5 separate regions of the Mus musculus genome follow, and all the other regions are linked to region 1. The links are chromatin contacts, called in public HiChIP or PLAC-seq and promoter capture Hi-C maps. All regions are on one chromosome and are shown on one strand. Each heading gives the region's core, a stretch centred on a gene start, on an enhancer-like site or on the middle of the called end of the contact. The rest is flanking DNA. Distances are from core to core; before and after follow the strand shown.

The links. Promoter capture Hi-C pulls out the DNA fragments that hold promoters and counts their contacts. HiChIP or PLAC-seq counts read pairs in DNA pulled down with a chosen protein or histone mark.
Region 2: a contact with region 1 is called in an H3K27ac HiChIP or PLAC-seq map of extraembryonic endoderm stem cells. The contact joins two enhancer-like sites. A contact is called at or near these places in 1 of 15 datasets of contacts at CTCF or cohesin (pro-B cells), 1 of 484 Hi-C or Micro-C datasets (LSK cells) and 5 of 115 datasets of contacts at active chromatin or transcription factors (differentiating embryonic stem cells, embryonic basal ganglia, extraembryonic endoderm stem cells and 2 more).
Region 3: an H3K27ac HiChIP or PLAC-seq map of the NIH/3T3 cell line shows a contact between it and region 1, with 11 times the contacts expected there. The contact joins two enhancer-like sites. A contact is called at or near these places in 1 of 15 datasets of contacts at CTCF or cohesin (large pre-B cells), 25 of 484 Hi-C or Micro-C datasets (the AML12 cell line, the C2C12 cell line, the HL-1 cell line and 17 more), 7 of 115 datasets of contacts at active chromatin or transcription factors (the NIH/3T3 cell line, cardiomyocytes, differentiating embryonic stem cells and 4 more) and 1 of 9 other capture datasets (embryonic stem cells).
Region 4: an H3K27ac HiChIP or PLAC-seq map of the NIH/3T3 cell line shows a contact between it and region 1, with 7 times the contacts expected there. The contact joins two enhancer-like sites. A contact is called at or near these places in 1 of 484 Hi-C or Micro-C datasets (embryonic fibroblasts) and 2 of 115 datasets of contacts at active chromatin or transcription factors (the NIH/3T3 cell line and extraembryonic endoderm stem cells).
Region 5: a promoter capture Hi-C map of hippocampal neurons shows a contact between it and region 1, with 3 times the contacts expected there. The contact joins the promoter of Cd93 here to the enhancer-like site in region 1. A contact is called at or near these places in 5 of 39 promoter capture datasets (the 3T3-L1 cell line, 3T3-L1-derived adipocytes, the SN4741 cell line and 2 more), 1 of 15 datasets of contacts at CTCF or cohesin (the NIH/3T3 cell line), 2 of 115 datasets of contacts at active chromatin or transcription factors (cardiomyocytes and extraembryonic endoderm stem cells) and 2 of 9 other capture datasets (adipose tissue and liver).

Annotation. Positions count from the first base shown.
Region 1 is chr2:148,120,977-148,124,081 of GRCm38.p6, forward strand. No RefSeq gene overlaps it. Among named protein-coding and RNA genes, the nearest start is that of Gm24221, 29 kb to the right of the region's middle. Within about 2 kb of position 1,670, at least 44 of the 459 cell types and tissues checked have an H3K27ac peak or open chromatin away from gene starts, as enhancers often do. A contact at or near this core is called in the HL-1 cell line, the NIH/3T3 cell line, adipose tissue and 5 more, where this site is marked.
Region 2 is chr2:148,606,214-148,609,318 of GRCm38.p6, forward strand. No RefSeq gene overlaps it. Among named protein-coding and RNA genes, the nearest start is that of Gm46770, 46 kb to the left of the region's middle. Within about 2 kb of position 1,443, at least 6 of the 459 cell types and tissues checked have an H3K27ac peak or open chromatin away from gene starts, as enhancers often do. A contact at or near this core is called in extraembryonic endoderm stem cells, where this site is marked.
Region 3 is chr2:148,520,597-148,523,701 of GRCm38.p6, forward strand. Gm46770 (a long non-coding RNA gene) reads right to left here. Exons shown (of 4, transcript XR_001783504.1): 4 at 42-97. Among named protein-coding and RNA genes, the nearest start is that of Gm46770, 40 kb to the right of the region's middle. Within about 2 kb of position 1,690, at least 136 of the 459 cell types and tissues checked have an H3K27ac peak or open chromatin away from gene starts, as enhancers often do. A contact at or near this core is called in the HL-1 cell line, the NIH/3T3 cell line, embryonic fibroblasts and 2 more, where this site is marked.
Region 4 is chr2:148,475,207-148,478,311 of GRCm38.p6, forward strand. No RefSeq gene overlaps it. Among named protein-coding and RNA genes, the nearest start is that of Cd93, 33 kb to the left of the region's middle. Within about 2 kb of position 1,600, at least 16 of the 459 cell types and tissues checked have an H3K27ac peak or open chromatin away from gene starts, as enhancers often do. A contact at or near this core is called in the NIH/3T3 cell line, where this site is marked.
Region 5 is chr2:148,441,974-148,445,078 of GRCm38.p6, forward strand. Cd93 (CD93 antigen) reads right to left here and starts at 1,562. Exons shown (of 2, transcript NM_010740.3): 1 at 1-1,562. The coding sequence starts at 1,451.

The sequences.
Region 1 (3,105 bases), core at 420-2,919:
CTATCAAAGCTTGAGAGACCTTAGTGGCAGTTTTGGGTTCCTCTATCCCTCCTAAGGGTGGGCAGTCAATAGGCTTGTGTTGCCTTGACTAGAAGATTAAACAGCCAGAGCACCTCACCCCTAACAGCTTAAAATGACATACTGAGAACAGCAAGTATAATCCCCTTATGTTTACATGGTATGAGTGCCCTTTGAAAATCTGATTAGCTTTTTTAATTACCAGGGACCCTTTCAGCACTTAGCTGGGAAATTGCTGGATCTAATTAATACTTTCTGTGTGTCAGGAAAACACCATTTGCTTCACTATCCGTGCTCTCAGTTTTGGAGGCTTCAGAGTTCAGCACCCAAGTCGCATCTTGGCAATGTTCCCTTCTCTCTCACCATTGCTCTTCGTGCTGCTGCTGAACCATAAAGTGGACAAGAACTTTATGGATGGTCTTCCTAGGAGGGACAGATGTGCACCGAGTTTCATAAGTGCTAACTACAGTGGAAAGCTAGCACAGAAGAGACATGGGCAAGAAGAGGAGACAATCTTCAGATTGTCCCTACCAAGTGCTGTGGATGGAGGAACACTTCCCTATTTGGGACAGTGATTAAAATAAGTTATTCCCATGCTGTCTGAGAGCTGTGTGTTGCACAACTGGCAAAGAATGAGAACAAGAGCCTGGGGTTTGGGGGAGCTGGCATCTTTATTGAATGTTGTCTTGACCCTCATCTTCCACAGTGGCAGGTGTTTCATACAGACTTACTGTGTACCACTGTGAAGAGGTAGAGTCTTGACATTTAGTTCAGACAGCCAGACCCTTGGCAGTTCCTGTAAATCCAGGCAAAGAATGTCTATAGAAGCCACCTGGTGGATTGGTGAGGATGGGGCTAGGGGGCTCACTTTAGCAACTGCTTATATAGCCTTAGGGGGTCACGACTGCTTTCATACAAGACCACAAGCACCCAAACTTCCATCTCTTGGTGTTCAGATGATCAGAGCTGTGACTGGACAAAGAGCTGGAAGGCCCTGGAGAAGCCAGAGTTCAGACTGACACTCACATGTTCCTGCTTAGGGGAATACATACTCACCACTTCCATCTTCATGTGCTCTGGATCAGTGTGTGCACAGACTCTGAGATAATCAACAAGGGCTTCCTACAAATCCCATCAATCAATAATACTACTGCTACAAGTCTTTCCAGCACTGACAGGAAAAACAAGTCCTGACTCTGGGGGGTATCACAAGGACATTCTCAGTATAAAGTATTGTCAACTCGTGCATCCATGCTAATACAAAACTATCCAAATGCCTTAAAGAAGGTAAACGAGAAATCACGCCCGAGAGCCAACTTCAATGAAGCATAATTTGCAGCAGAGGGCAGCAGAAGACACCGTTTGGAAATTCAGTCTGCAACTGGGCACATCCTTCCCGTGCCACACCAGTCAGACCACACACACACACACACACACACACACACACACACACACACACACACACACACACACACATACACACACACACACACACACACACACACACACAGAGAGAGAGAGAGAGAGAGAGAGAGAGAGAGAGAGAGAGAGAGAGAGAGAGCGAGCAGATCTGTTTGCCAGGGCCTCACCCTTCTTACATGACCACTAGTCACTGGGCTGGTGAGCCACAGCTCAGGTCAGACAAGATGCTTTTCACTGGGGCCATCAGGAGGGTCGGGACAGGACTAAGGCGGAAATAGCTGGTTGGCGGCTCACTTCCCTATCCACGTGACCAGGCAGTGGAGCCCAGATGTTGTTAAGGTGGTAGGCGACCTTGGCTATTGTCCTGGTGCTAATGAGAATGCCTTGGGGTTTAGGCAGCTGCTTGTTTGGAGGAAGACAGAAAACTGTCAACCTGTGATTTCCTCCAGACCCTTAGTCCCTATAGGCAAAAGCCCCGGGTCTCCTCGCTGTGCATGGTTCAGGGGTTAGATGCCATCACCCTGACTCTTCTTAGAGTCCTCTGAAGCTGGGGTGAGTGTGTGATGACACTAACAACCGGGAGAGAAAAGACAGAGTCGGGACAAGCCTGGGAGAAAAAGCAGGCCCCATTGCAAGCACACGTCACTGCTTCTCGTTTCTAATATGTTCCATTAGCTCTCGGTATAATGTTTCCAAATGAGCCACAGCAGGGACTGTGGTACTCTTGTTTCTTCAGGGTTATTGATGAACCCTCTCTAACTTAGCTGTCCCTCTCTTTTTCTACCCCACCCCACCCCTGGTCTTTTCTTTCATTAAGAAATAATCCTATCTTCTTTTGTGACTTGAAATAACATCAATATCCTTAGACATTCATGCTTTTTTATTGCTATTATCTTTCTGTTTTTGAGACAGGACCCCACTCTGTATGTAGCTCGGGCTTGTCTTAGACTGGTAACCATTCTCCTGCTTCACCCTCCCAAGTGCAGGAGCGACCAGGCCTGACTACACCCTGTGTTTATATATTTAGCCCAACTCCTCTCCTAATCTCTCATGATTGCCTTGAAAATCATTCTGGGAAAAAAAAAGTAAATCATTCTAGAAAAATAAGACTAGGATGTTTAAGTATGTCTCAGGGTCATAGCTGATGAAGAATTCTTGTTTTTTAGGCTGGACCTAGTGAACCTTCTCTACACTGGTTAGTGTGAACTCCATCATCTTTCCCCATAACTTTTTATTGATTCCTTGTGAGTTTCACATCATGCACCCTAGCTAGTTTCACTCATCTCTCTCCCCCTGTATCTGCCCTCTGCCCTTGCAACCTCACCCCCCCCCTCCCCAGAAGAAAATAAACACTCAATCAATAAACAAACCAAAACGTCTCATTGTGGGAGCTGTAGTGTGTTGCAGTGCATCCCATAGTATAGCGTTCTATCCACACATCTTCACTTGCCAATGTTCATTGTTCAAGGCCTCTGGCTTCTGCCACACCATCAATATTGGATTCTCACTGGGTCTCCTCCCAGTTATCTCGTTGCTTCCCCTTTTGTGCACCACTAGGGTGAGCTCTTCAGCACTGCTCTGGCTAACCCACCCAAAGCAGACATCATCAGGAGGCAAGGCCATCTCACCTGTGCATCCAGAGCCAGCTCCTCCTTGCTTCCCAGT
Region 2 (3,105 bases), core at 193-2,692, 490 kb after region 1:
TGGCCTTCCCATGAAGAGAACCAGAGCCTACATTACCAGAATAAAGAAGGAAAATCACATTTTGTTTTGTAAGTTCAGATGACACTTATGATAAAATTCAAAGTAAGACAAAAATCAGGAAACTTCCACAACTTGATAAAAGACCAATACCAAAAACATCCTGCTTCTTGGCAAAAAGCCCTTTCCCACCAACACTGGCTTTATTCTCACATAAGAAGTCACCGCTTCTGTTTAGACTATATTGCAGGGCTTAGACAGTGCAACAGGAAGGAAAAGGAAACTGAAGGCCTAAGAGACAGATGGAGGATGCCATCATTTGCAAATATGTATGTTACTAAGACCTCTACATAGTCCACAAACAAATCACTGATAGCCATAAAGGTCCCAGCAAAGTGGCAGAGTATCCAATCACTATACAGATTCAGTTATTTTCTGTATTTTTATAAACAATTTGAAGATGCTTAAACCAATCTCATTTATTTCACAGTGATAAGGAATGAAGCTCATGGCTGGCAGACAAAGATGTAACCAAGAGGTAATACATGTGGAGATTCTCCACAGATACTTAAAAGAACAGCCAAGTTACACTCATACAAGAATTTATCAGGGCCTAGGAAATAGGGGGATTGTGGTATTGCATTATTCATGAGAAGGTCTGATAGAGCAGAACCCCCTGGTGCAAGCTTTCACAAGGCTCAAAGGAGTAGCACAAATTGTGACTAGGGTGTGAAATCCTTACCTGTCATTAGCTGACCCTAGACAGGGCTGTTTTATCTTTACTGTAAATATTACCTGGTTCCTGTAAGTCCTTTTGAAGTCATTCCTTTGTTTTGTGTCAAGTAACTTCAATGTACTTTGCCTGCTGTGACATCCTACCCCCTTTATTTTCTGTATTATATAAGACTGGTATTCACTTTGTGACAAGACATTCATATTCTACACATCTCCTGTGTTGCGTCTGTCTGTCTGTCATTCATTCACAGACTCCTTGTCCACCTGTAACCAGAGACCCATTCTAAGCAGACAAGGGACCAAGAGGGTCTGTGGCAACCAACTGAGTCCCTTGGCATGCCTCTAGGAGACTATTAGGAAACTGAATAAAAACAAAGAGAAACAAGAATTCCAGAGAAACGGAAACTGTGGAGGGGTATTTACTGTCATTGTCACTATTTCAATGACTGTTTCCAGGTGTGGTTCTTCTTAGTAAAGTTTATTCCCACCACATGCACATAAAATAGATGCAAAAAAAAAATTACATTCAAAAGAAGTCCTTTCAAAGGGACACACAATTACTAACCTCTCCTTGTCCATCAGATCTCAATCCTTCTATTGAGAAAATGCTTTTATTTCCCAAGCACATCATGAGTTCAACAGTGGTCCTATGGTTTGAGAGTCCACCAGAACTCATGTGTTGGAATGTTAATTGTTCATCACAGTAGTGCTGGGAAGTAGGAACTGGAGGCAGATGTTTGAGACTTGAGCCAAAGATCAACCAATATATTACGGGCCTTTCCTCTAGAGATTGAGTTGGTTACGGCAAGAGCAGGCTGTCATAAAAATGAGCTTTACCTCCTTGGCTTTCCCTTGCTTTCTGCCCTTGTACCTTCTCCCACTCTAGGTGGATAGCACCTTTAACAAAACTACAGCTCTGCACAGCCAGGAAAAACACAAACAGAACAGGACAGTGAACCTAATCACTAAGGGAACTGATAAAAACCTGGGTAACTATCTATTGTGCCCACTGGAGCATATTGGCTCAATAGAAACTTTGCTCTGGGATGAGTTCCATTGTCTCAAATGAACAATGAGGCAGGGCACGATGGTATACATTTGTAATTCTAGTACTCCCAAGTCTAAGACAGGAATTTTGAGAGCTCAAAGCCAACCTCAGCTACAGAGAAAGATTCTGTCTCAAAAAGAAAAATAATAAATGAACAGATGTGAGCATCACCAACAGAATACAAGATATGGAAGAGAGAATCCCAGGCATAGAAGGCACAATAGAAGACCTTGATACATTTTTAAAAATGTTAAATCTAAAACAATCCCTAACATAAAACTTCCAGGAAATCTGGGACACTATGAAAAGACCAACTTAACAATAATATGAATAGATGAAGGAGAAGAATCCTAGCTTAAAAACTGGCAAAAAAAATATTTAACAAAATCATAGAAGGAAAATTTCCTAACCTTAAGAAGGATATACCTATAAAGGTACAAGAAGCATGCAGAACATCAAAAATATTGCACCAGAAAGGAAAGTCCCCTTACCACATAACAACCAAAACACTAAATATACAGAACAAAGAAAGAATACTAAAAGCCGCAAGGGGGAAAAGCCAAGTAACATATGAAGACAGACCTATTAGAACTATACCAAATTTTTCAAGGGAGACTCTAAAATCCAGAAGGGCCTGGAGAGATGTCTTGCAGCTTCTAAGAGACAATACATTCCAGGCCACACTAATATACCCAGCAAAACTTTTAATCTACATAGATGTAGAAAACAAGGTAATCCATGACAAGGTCAAATTTAAACAATATCTATCCATAAATTCAGTCTTACAGAAGGTACTAGAAGAAAGGTACTCCACCCCAAAGACACTAGTTACACCTACAAAACACAGTAAATGAATAATCTCACACATAAACCAAAAGAAGGGAATTCTCTCTCTCTCTCTCTCTCTCTCTCTCTCTCTCTCTCTCTCTCTCTCTCTCTCTCTCACACACACACACACACACACACACATACACACACACACCGTCACCACCACCACCACCACAACTACAACAACAACAAAACAAAAATTAACAATAATTGGTCATTAATATCTACTAATATCAATGAATTCAATTTCTTTCCCCCAAAACACAGGATAATTAAATGGATGTGAAAACAGGATCTATCCTTCTGCTGCATCCAAGAAATACACCTCAATGTGAATGATAGACATTACCTCATGGTAAAGGGTTGGAAAATAATTTTCCAAGTAAAAAGACCCAAGAAGCAAGATGGTATAGCCATTCTCATACCTAACAAAATAGACTTCCAACCAAAACAAATCAAAAGAGATGAGGAAGGAACTTCATACTCATCAGAGGAAA
Region 3 (3,105 bases), core at 440-2,939, 400 kb after region 1:
TACATCCTTAGCGTGTCCCCCAAGAAATGTGATGAACTTACCTTTGTAATGGATCCCGTCTTCTCCAAAGGGCACCTGCTGGTGTGGACTGGTTCTGCTAAACATTGAAGACGATGTCATAACCAAGAATTCCACCCTGGACCCATCCTGCAGGTAGCAAGCTTAAGAATGTTCTTCATAACCACAGGGGACTAGAGGTGTTTCCAAGTGAGTCCTAATTAGATCAGGGAAGCAGAGGCAGGAATAGTTCCAGAATGTACCCAAGGGCCAGAGCTAACCTGAGTATGACCAGAGTCACTGTTGATGTCTAGTCCAGATATCTTTTCTTTCTGCCAAGCCACTTCCTCTTTTCAACTTTACTTTCACTAGGTTTAAAAAAATAATAGCTGTCCCCAAGCAGCCACAGACAAATTTGTGTCACATTCCCAGCTTCTGATTTGGAAACAGGAGGGAAAGAAGGCAAAGAAGTACGTGAGGTACTTTACAAAGATTTCTTTAAAAGTAAAATGAAGCTGGGGAGATGCTGCTGTCAGTAAAATGGCTACTGTGTAATCACCAGGACCTGATGTCAGATCCCCAGCACACAAGTGAAAAGCCAGGCATGGGAACACACACCTGTAATCCCAGCATTGGAAACAGAGGGATCCCTGGAGCTCACTGACTACAGTCTAGCCAAACTGGCAAACTCCAGATTTAGTGAGCAACCCGGCCTCTAGTAATAAGGTGCAGAGAGTGGTTGAAGAAGACACCCAACTTCCACCTCTGACCTCTCTCGATATATACATGTATATGTGCACATAGGCACACATGCATGTACACAGGAACACGGTAATATATGCATACATAAGTATTTATAATGCAGATGCATACAGGCACAGAAGTAATTATAGTCTTAGAAAATTAAACATTAAGATTAACAGAATGCTCCATAGCTTTATAATGGATTTGGCAAATTGAAAAATATTCACAAAACTTTCCATGGAGAAAAATATCATTACAGCATGATTCTCCTATTGCCCCAATTTGCATACATTTACTCTCTCTCTGTCTCTGTGTGTGTCTGTTTCTCTCTGTCTCTCTGTCTCTGTCTCTGTCTCTGTCTCTGTCTCTCTCTCTCTCTCACACACACACACACAGGAGGGAGGGAGGGAGGGAGGGAAGGAGAGAGGGAGGGAGGGAGGGAGGGAGGGAGGGAGGGAGGGAGGGAAAAGAGAGAGACAGAGACAGATATGCATAGGCTAGTTTTCCTGCTAACCCATTTTCAGCCATTGTTGTGAGGATTAGAGTTTGGGTTCATTTCTTCACTTCCGCTGATTTTCCTCCAACAAATGTGCCTCACTTGCATAATAGCTCATGTTTTTAAGTAAATGGAAACAGCTACTCCCTGCTCCCTATCTACCCTAAGTGCTAAGCCTCAGGAATCTGGAACATCCATTTGCCTGAGGGATTGTGCCCAAGGGACCAAACTCATGGTAAGGCATGCAGCTTTCTCCTCTAACCCCACCTCTCCCTATGAATGAAATACAAGCCCAGGATTTCTTAGCCCAGCTGAGTAATCAGTGACGCAAGGGTGACAAGACATGACTCAAAAAGACAGAGAAAGTAGCGTCACTGTGCATGGCCCAGGAAGTTGCCTCAGTCCTCTCACTTGGAGTTCCAGGCGTTTAGGGGTCATGGCTTCTTCCTCTATGCTCCTTTTCTGGGTATGAAGCAGCGGCATGCAGGAAAGCAGTGGTTTGTGGGGAGGTCTAATGACCACAGTAAGCCATACCACAGTCAGTAGTCACATAGACTGACCCAAGTCTGGTAGTCAAAACAAGGAGCAGCAGGCAGGGGCATAGCATAGGGAGGAGGATGCTAGGATTTAGAGTTTCTGAAGCATGTGACATCTGCTATTCTTCTCTTCCTGTCGCCTATTGCTCAATAGTTGCTAAATAAAAGAGCAACCAGATAGGGGTTTCAACTCTGTTGGGTGTGCTCACTTTTTTAGTCATACATGTGGCTTATGGCTGTTGGGTCTTCTTTTGAATGCCCCCCAGAGAAGTGATTTGCTGCCTCATTTTAGAGAGCTGTACCAGTTTTTTGGTTTTTTGCTAGTTTGTTTTTTTGTTTTGTTTTGTTTTTGTTTGTTTGTTTGTTTTTTCCAAAACAGGGTTTCTCTGTATAGTCCTGACTGTCCTGGAACTTACTCTGTAGACCAGGCTGGCCTTGAACTTAGAAATCTGCTTGCCTCTGCCTCCCAAGTGCTGGGATTAAAGGCATGCGCCACCACACCCAGCGAGCTGTATCTGTTTTAAAGAAGAGAGTTTCCTTATTCTTAGAAGTGTGGCCCTTGCAACTGAGCATGTATACAAATCACTGAATTTAGGGTGGGCCGAGGAATTTGCATTTCTCTTAAGTCCCCAGAGAACTGAATTATGTTTTAATATAAAGACTTACATTCTGCATTCTATCCAGCACCACACACTGAAACTACTGATTTCCAAATACCAGTTTAACACTGACTATTTTTCTCTGCTTCCTCTTCATTCTCAAGTCCTGTAGGGAAAAGGCAGAATGCCAAAAAAATAAAGCAATACACAGATGCAAAACAAACAGACATATGTGCGCACACACACACACACACACACACACACACACACACACACATCTCTCTCTGCCCTGGCTTTAATATTAGGGAACACAGGGCAGGTCCTTTTCTGTTTTGTGTTCAGTCTTTTAAACCTGTGGGTGTGCCTCTCATGTCTTCTTTGGCTTTTCTCTTACCAACTGAATAAACAAGATAGGAAGCCATGGCCCAAAGACAACATTTTCTCTTCTGAGGTCCCAGCATACAGGATCTGTGAGCAGAGCTCAGACCACTTAGCAGGCTTATGCTACCTTCCTCACACTGAGGTCGGGTGAAGATGAAGATGGGGTAGCCTGTGCATCCATAAGCTGCACCCAACTTCCTATTAATGGCTTCTTATTTCCACACTGTGACTCCCAAAGGTTCCCATGAGGATAGGGTTGGAGGGCTGAGATCTTGTGGTGTAATCCTACAGTCCATCCCACGAGACCTCAGAATCAACACAGCTGGAGTCTCCCAGCTTTCCATTCGTGTGG
Region 4 (3,105 bases), core at 350-2,849, 350 kb after region 1:
ATGCTGGTCACTGTCCCCAGCTGAATTTTCAAATTAGAAATGAGTTCCATTTTATGAACTACCTTGCTAAACTCTATGGAAACCACAGTGCCTCTCATTACCTTGGCTTAGTAGTAGCTGCTGTTATCAGAGTGTCCCAACCCATCTTCCCATCAGTCAGCTACCATGAGTAGGACAGTCAATGACTTACATCCATCCCCTTCAGGATATTCACCTCACTCAAAGAGGCCTTGGAGGCAGAGACAATCCAAGTCACCGAATTACATATTCAAGACAGACCCCATCCAGACACTGCTAAAAACATGCCACAAATCTCATGCTTTTAATCTGAATAATGGCAGAGAAGTGATTCTTCCAGTTTACAGTCATGGAAAGATCCTGGAACTAAGTAAAGACAACAGAGCTGGTTTGAGGGAGAAGTCTCAGATTCTCCATACTCCCCACTGAATGGGGCTCACGGGGTAGGTACAGTGATAAGAGCTAGTCAATAAACCCATGTCATTTAGCTTGTTGTGTAAACAACATTGAGATCACTAAATTACTAGTTACTATAATAACTATAAATATAGGCTTCCCTTGATCTCTGTGTTTGAAAATGCCCACAATAAAAATTTCTAATTGAAAAGGAAAGTAGTTGACAACGTTATACCCTAAATGTCTAGATTCTTAGGATTATTCCCTTTAAGATCCCCTGAAAACTTATGTAAACATGAAAAGTAGTGGCAAAATCAGATTGCCGTGAGGAACAAATCTTATGCATCCGAGTGGACTGGGACACATATAACATGATGTGAGGAGCAACAGAATAATGGCCTTTGTATGGAATGAAGCAATGACCATAAAACATTCTCTCTCCACAGACTGTCTGAAGGGCTCTTCCTTCACCACTGTGACATTTACTGCAGCCTGTGGAATAACAGCACATGTCTGTAAAATCTCACTTCAGGATGGAAGGAGTTTCTGTTGAAGCAAAGAGGTGTTCTGGAAAAGTTGTTTGGCCATATGAGCCGAGTGTTGATTCTTATGCTTGCTGCCTTGTCAGCTCCCAGTGGGCAGAAACTGTCATAGACAGGAATGAGCTGCTGTGAGGTGAAGTCGGGGTGCTTGGATTGAGCAGGAAACAACAATAAAGAAGCTCTATATGGGTTTGCTCAACAGCCACTGAGGGAAGGACTCTAGCCCTACTGGCCAGTGATTGACATCAGCAATGGCCCTGGGATAGTTTGATGGACACTTTGCTCTTCTAGTTTTTCCTATGATGCTCACCAGGCCTGCTGATGTCCTCCGCCATGTGACTAGACCTCCAGCAAGGTCACATCTAGCACTGTTTCTCTCTCCCCAGGAAACTGGTGAGGCCCACACAGCAGGGTAGGGAAGATCTTATGATGAGAACCAGAGCTTCAACCCAGAAGAGCAGTGAGAGCAGCAATGACTAATTTGATTATCAACTTATCATGTTTTCAAACATTCATAACAACCATGGGAGGGGGTCCCAACGGTTAGGTCAATCTTATTCAAAGCTGAGGTACTGACGTCTGTAGAAACTATCCTGGGTCAAGGTCATGGTCTGGTGTGATTTGAATTCCAATCGTTTGACTCTGCTCCAATGCTTGATGCATGACTCGTGAAGCAGGTCTAGCCACATAGGACAGACATTCAGAGACTGAGGACAAGACCAAAGTGTTCTGCATATTGCTGGGTTCCAAACAAGCATCATGGCAAGGTTGGTTCTCATGCCCAAGATTCTATTACAGTAAAATATATGAAACACAACTCACTGGAACTTCTTGGAGGAAAGCTTGCTATCCAAGTACCAGCATCATGAGGCTCAGTGAGGACCTAGCTGTTTACTAAGTACAGATCTTGGATTGGGGAGAGGAGAGGGGGCTGTTCACACCCCTCTCCCCCCAAAGCCACATATTCAGAAGACATGATACTAGAGATTGAAATTCCCACTCCTAAAGCTCACATTCTCTACAATTACAAATCTATAAAGTGTAAAATCTCCAAAACCACAATTCTAAAATATTAAAATCCCACACATTGAAATTCCAAAGTCTGAAATCCATCAAACCTCAAGTCCTATGGAGGGGAATCCTGAAAACCATATGACGACAGCAAAATCTCCCTTTCAGAAATGCATCACTTTCTATACTCATGCATCCTTTCTAGCGGCTGAACTCTCAAGAGCATCTAAAAAAACTAAAACTATCTGCCTGGAGAAGCCAGGGAAGCCTCTGGCTGGTTGGAAATGGTCTTGTGCTGGGTAGGGCAGGATGCTGCTTAAAACACACTTCTGGTGTGCTTCACCAGGACTGTGCCCAAGACTTCACCAAGACTGTGACAGATATGAGGACATATAAGAGGGGAGGAAGTGAAGGAGCTCCATGTGACAGAGAAGACAGGGACATTTGATAATGGCTGCAGAGCCTGTCAAAAAAACAACAGCATTTCCACTGTTGCCCAGGGCGTTGCTTTCCCAGCTGTCTCCCTCTTCTTCTGTTTTCCATGGAAACTGAGACTTTGGGAATTTTACATTTGAAGATTACAACATTTTGGACTTGTAATCTACTGGGACTGTGATTTACCAAATTTTAGATTTTAGGGGATTTTGATCATTTCCTATCAGTGCTTATAATTGTGGTGTTCAGGACTTTATACTTCTGGAGTATGACTTATACCAGAGTAGTCCATCATCCTGTAACATTTCCATGAGACAGGTATCACAGACTAAACAGAACCCAGAAGCTCAGACTGTTATAAAATCAAATAAGACTATTAAGAACTCATAAATGCAAAAAATTGTTTTTTTTCATATTTACTTAGGAGTTTACATAGTTTGTTTTATAATAATGGCATTATTATTACTATGTAATAATGACTGATACTTTTTCTGCCAACTCTGGGAAACATGAACAGCCCAGCATGCCAATGAACACAAGGGTCCTGTCCCTAGGACCCTAATTGGGCACAAAGGGGTTCCTATGACACAGTAAAAGATAGGGTTCAGCTAGTTTAGGGATGCCTGACAATGGGAAGACATACATGCAAGAAGACAAATATAGTCAGAAAATACCCCCCCCCAAGATGCTATATAGTGGCGGA
Region 5 (3,105 bases), core at 312-2,811, 320 kb after region 1:
TCGTTGTCTTCCTTTTGGGGAGGCCTGGCTGGTAGTTCAGAAAACACAGTGCCCCTGCTACAAAAGACCCCATTGGGAGCCAGCTCCCAGCCTGGCGGGCAGCCACACCTGAAGGAACCATCTGTGTTGAAGCACAGGGAATCACATGGATTGCCCCTTGCGTCCGAACACTCATCTATATCCTCACACTGGGTACTGTCTTCCCCAGACACAATATAGCCCTCTTTACAGGAGCAGTAGAAAGAGCCATCAGTGTTGATGCAGCCTTGGGCACAGGGCGAGTTGGCAGCTGCACACTCATCCACATCTTCACAGGCCTCTTCCTTGGGGCCACTGGGTTGGTAACCAACCCAACATTCACAGTGGAAGCTCCCTAGAGTGTTGACACAATCCTGGGCACAGGGGGAGTCCTGGCACTCATCTATATCCACACAGTGCACTTGGCTAGAGTCCAGCTGGTAGCCGCTGGGACAACGGCAAGTGTAGTTTTCACTGAGTGGTACAGAATGGCACATGCCACCTCCTGTGCATGGGTTTGAGCTGCAGGGGTTCCTGGAGGCACAAGTTACTAGATCATCCAGCAGTCGAAATCCAGGCCGGCAGCCGCAGCGGAAGGAGCCATCGCCACCTTCGAAGCAATCCTGCTGGCAGCCCCCGTTGTTGAAACTGCAACCAAACTTGGGGCTGACACAGAGTGGGCCTGAGCTGCCCCAGTGAAATATTCCTGGAGTCTTTTCATTGCATAGGAAATAGTGGGTTTCACTCTTAGCTTCATCCCCACAAGCTACATTGGCTACAGAGGCAAAAGGCACAGCCTCCAGAGAGGAGGTAGTGGCCTGGAAAGGGGTGGTATAGGTCACCCGCCCTGGACCACCCAGCGCCAGTGGCCTACACATGCCTTTGAAGTTGAACTTGCACAGGAAACCTTCAATGCTGTTACCTGGAGCTTCGGGGGTCCCACAGGGACTCTCATGCCACTTGGGCAGATGGCTGGGGTGAGGTGTCAAGGACAGGTCCAGTATGAGGGACACACAGCGTTTAAAGATACAGGAGCTCTTGCTGGCTTTGTACCAGTTTGAATAAGCTGTGTCCTCTCCACCACCCACCCAGCTGAAGCCCCTCATTGGCAAATCATGGTACGTACAGTTGCCCTTCTCTCGCTGGAGCCCGATCCAGAATTTGCCCATCTTTGCTTCCAAGGGTGCCTTGGTCTTCAGGAGCTGAGTCAGGGCTTGCTGAACATGCCGGGCCTCCTCCTCACTCTTCACGGTGGCAAGATTGCCTCCATTCTCATTGCAGCGATGCTGGGCTTCAGCGGCACTCAGCTTGCCCCAATGGGCTGTATAGCAGGCAGTCCCCTCGCACACCACAGCCTGTGAATCAGCAGCAGCCCCTGCCCAGGGCTGGCCAAGGAGCCCCAGCAGCAGGAACAAACCAGTTGAGATGGCCATTCTTCTGTGTCTCCTTCTGGGAGGGGCTAGACTCCCCTGCGGTGACAGCAGCAGCCGGTGGAACCTGGACCTTGACACCAGGCTGTGCTCTGAAGGGAGCAGAGGCGCACTGCTGCTTTCACACTACCACAGCTCTGGCATTGAGAAGGTTACAAAGACTCGCTTTTCACGTCCTCCTGACCCAGGGCGCATCCTGTGCTCTCCTACTTCTTATTTCTCACCGGATGCTGGGGTTTCCTGCCATGAATAGCCTTCTGACTCCTGTTGCCTTCATCACGGTTTTGTTGTTCAGAGGGCAGTCTCTGGCTCAGAGCTGTGGAAACACAGAGGATCCAAGAGATATGGCTGCTTTATTTTGAGTCCGTTCACTTTCCCATACCACAAAGAGCCCCAGTGGCATGCTGTCCAGTGAGCAGAGACTTTGGGGGGTGGGAGGGTAGAGACTTGAAAAGTATCATCCAAGTAACCCATGATAAAATTCCACTTCAGATTGCAAACCACCAGAAGGGAAAGAAAAATATGTGACGCTTGAGACACAAGGGCATGGAAAGATTATAGTTTTCGGCCTTTTTTAGAAGCAAACTGGATCTGCTTTTTTTTCCTATCTTGTACCCTGTCTCTGTTTTTGGAGTCGTTTTTTTCTTTTATTCTTCCCATCATGAACTTTAAATAGACAGGAAGCTTTTAAATAGGATTTTGGCTGTGGGAATTTCTGGGTTTCCAACAATGTCAATCTCCATGAGAATATATATATTTTTTAAAAAGGTGAAAATAGTTTTCAGGGTTTCCTAGTGCACTATAAATGAAGTGTCAGGGTCCCCAAAAGATCAGAAAGATGGGAAAATGAACCTGGCCTGCCTTGTCATATTCCCTAACCCAAGGCTTAGGCGGAGTTCAAAGGCACAGGAGCACAATCAGAGGCTGCAGCTCAAAATCACGATGTAAGAATCAACACCCGGGCAGGCGTTACAGCTCACAGCACCTGGGCCAAGGCCTGTCTCAATCAAAGCTAGCCACTGGAAGGTGGAAACTACGTTTAACTGCCCCTGTCCCCAACCACCACCATATTCTACTTGACCCCAGCTAGACTCAGAGTCTAACACTTTGGAGAAAGTGTTAGATTAAGAGATAAAGGAAAGTAGTAACAGAATGAGGCCACACAAGTGTGCTAATGAGCCCAGCCTCCTAAGATAGGTTAAAAGCCACTTCACAGAGTCATCCCAGTGGAGGCAGGATCCAGCTGAGGCAGGATTCTGGGCAGATCTTGAGCACTCACTCCTCTATTGCTGGCAGCTGGCTACACTGTTCTCTCACTTGCTTTTGAGGTCACTTTGCAATTTCTAGTCTTGGCCTGCCAGATCATATGCCCCTTCCAGAGGCAGGGCTTGACACGGGCAAATGTCCTGATAGATTTTTTGGGGTGGGGTGGGGGGGTGTTTTGTTTTGTTTTGTTTTCTTTATTAGATGCAATTTCTTCTTCCCAAGATGCCCACGGTTGTGAGTGTGGTCGTGACTTGCAAGAGGAAGCAACCCAAAAGAACATGTGAATTAAGAGATTTGTGTTACCACAGATCTCAATGTTAGTGGGAAGTGGGGAACTATGGCAACACTGAAAGGGAGAGGGAGGGGAGAGAAATAAGGAGAGGGAAGGACA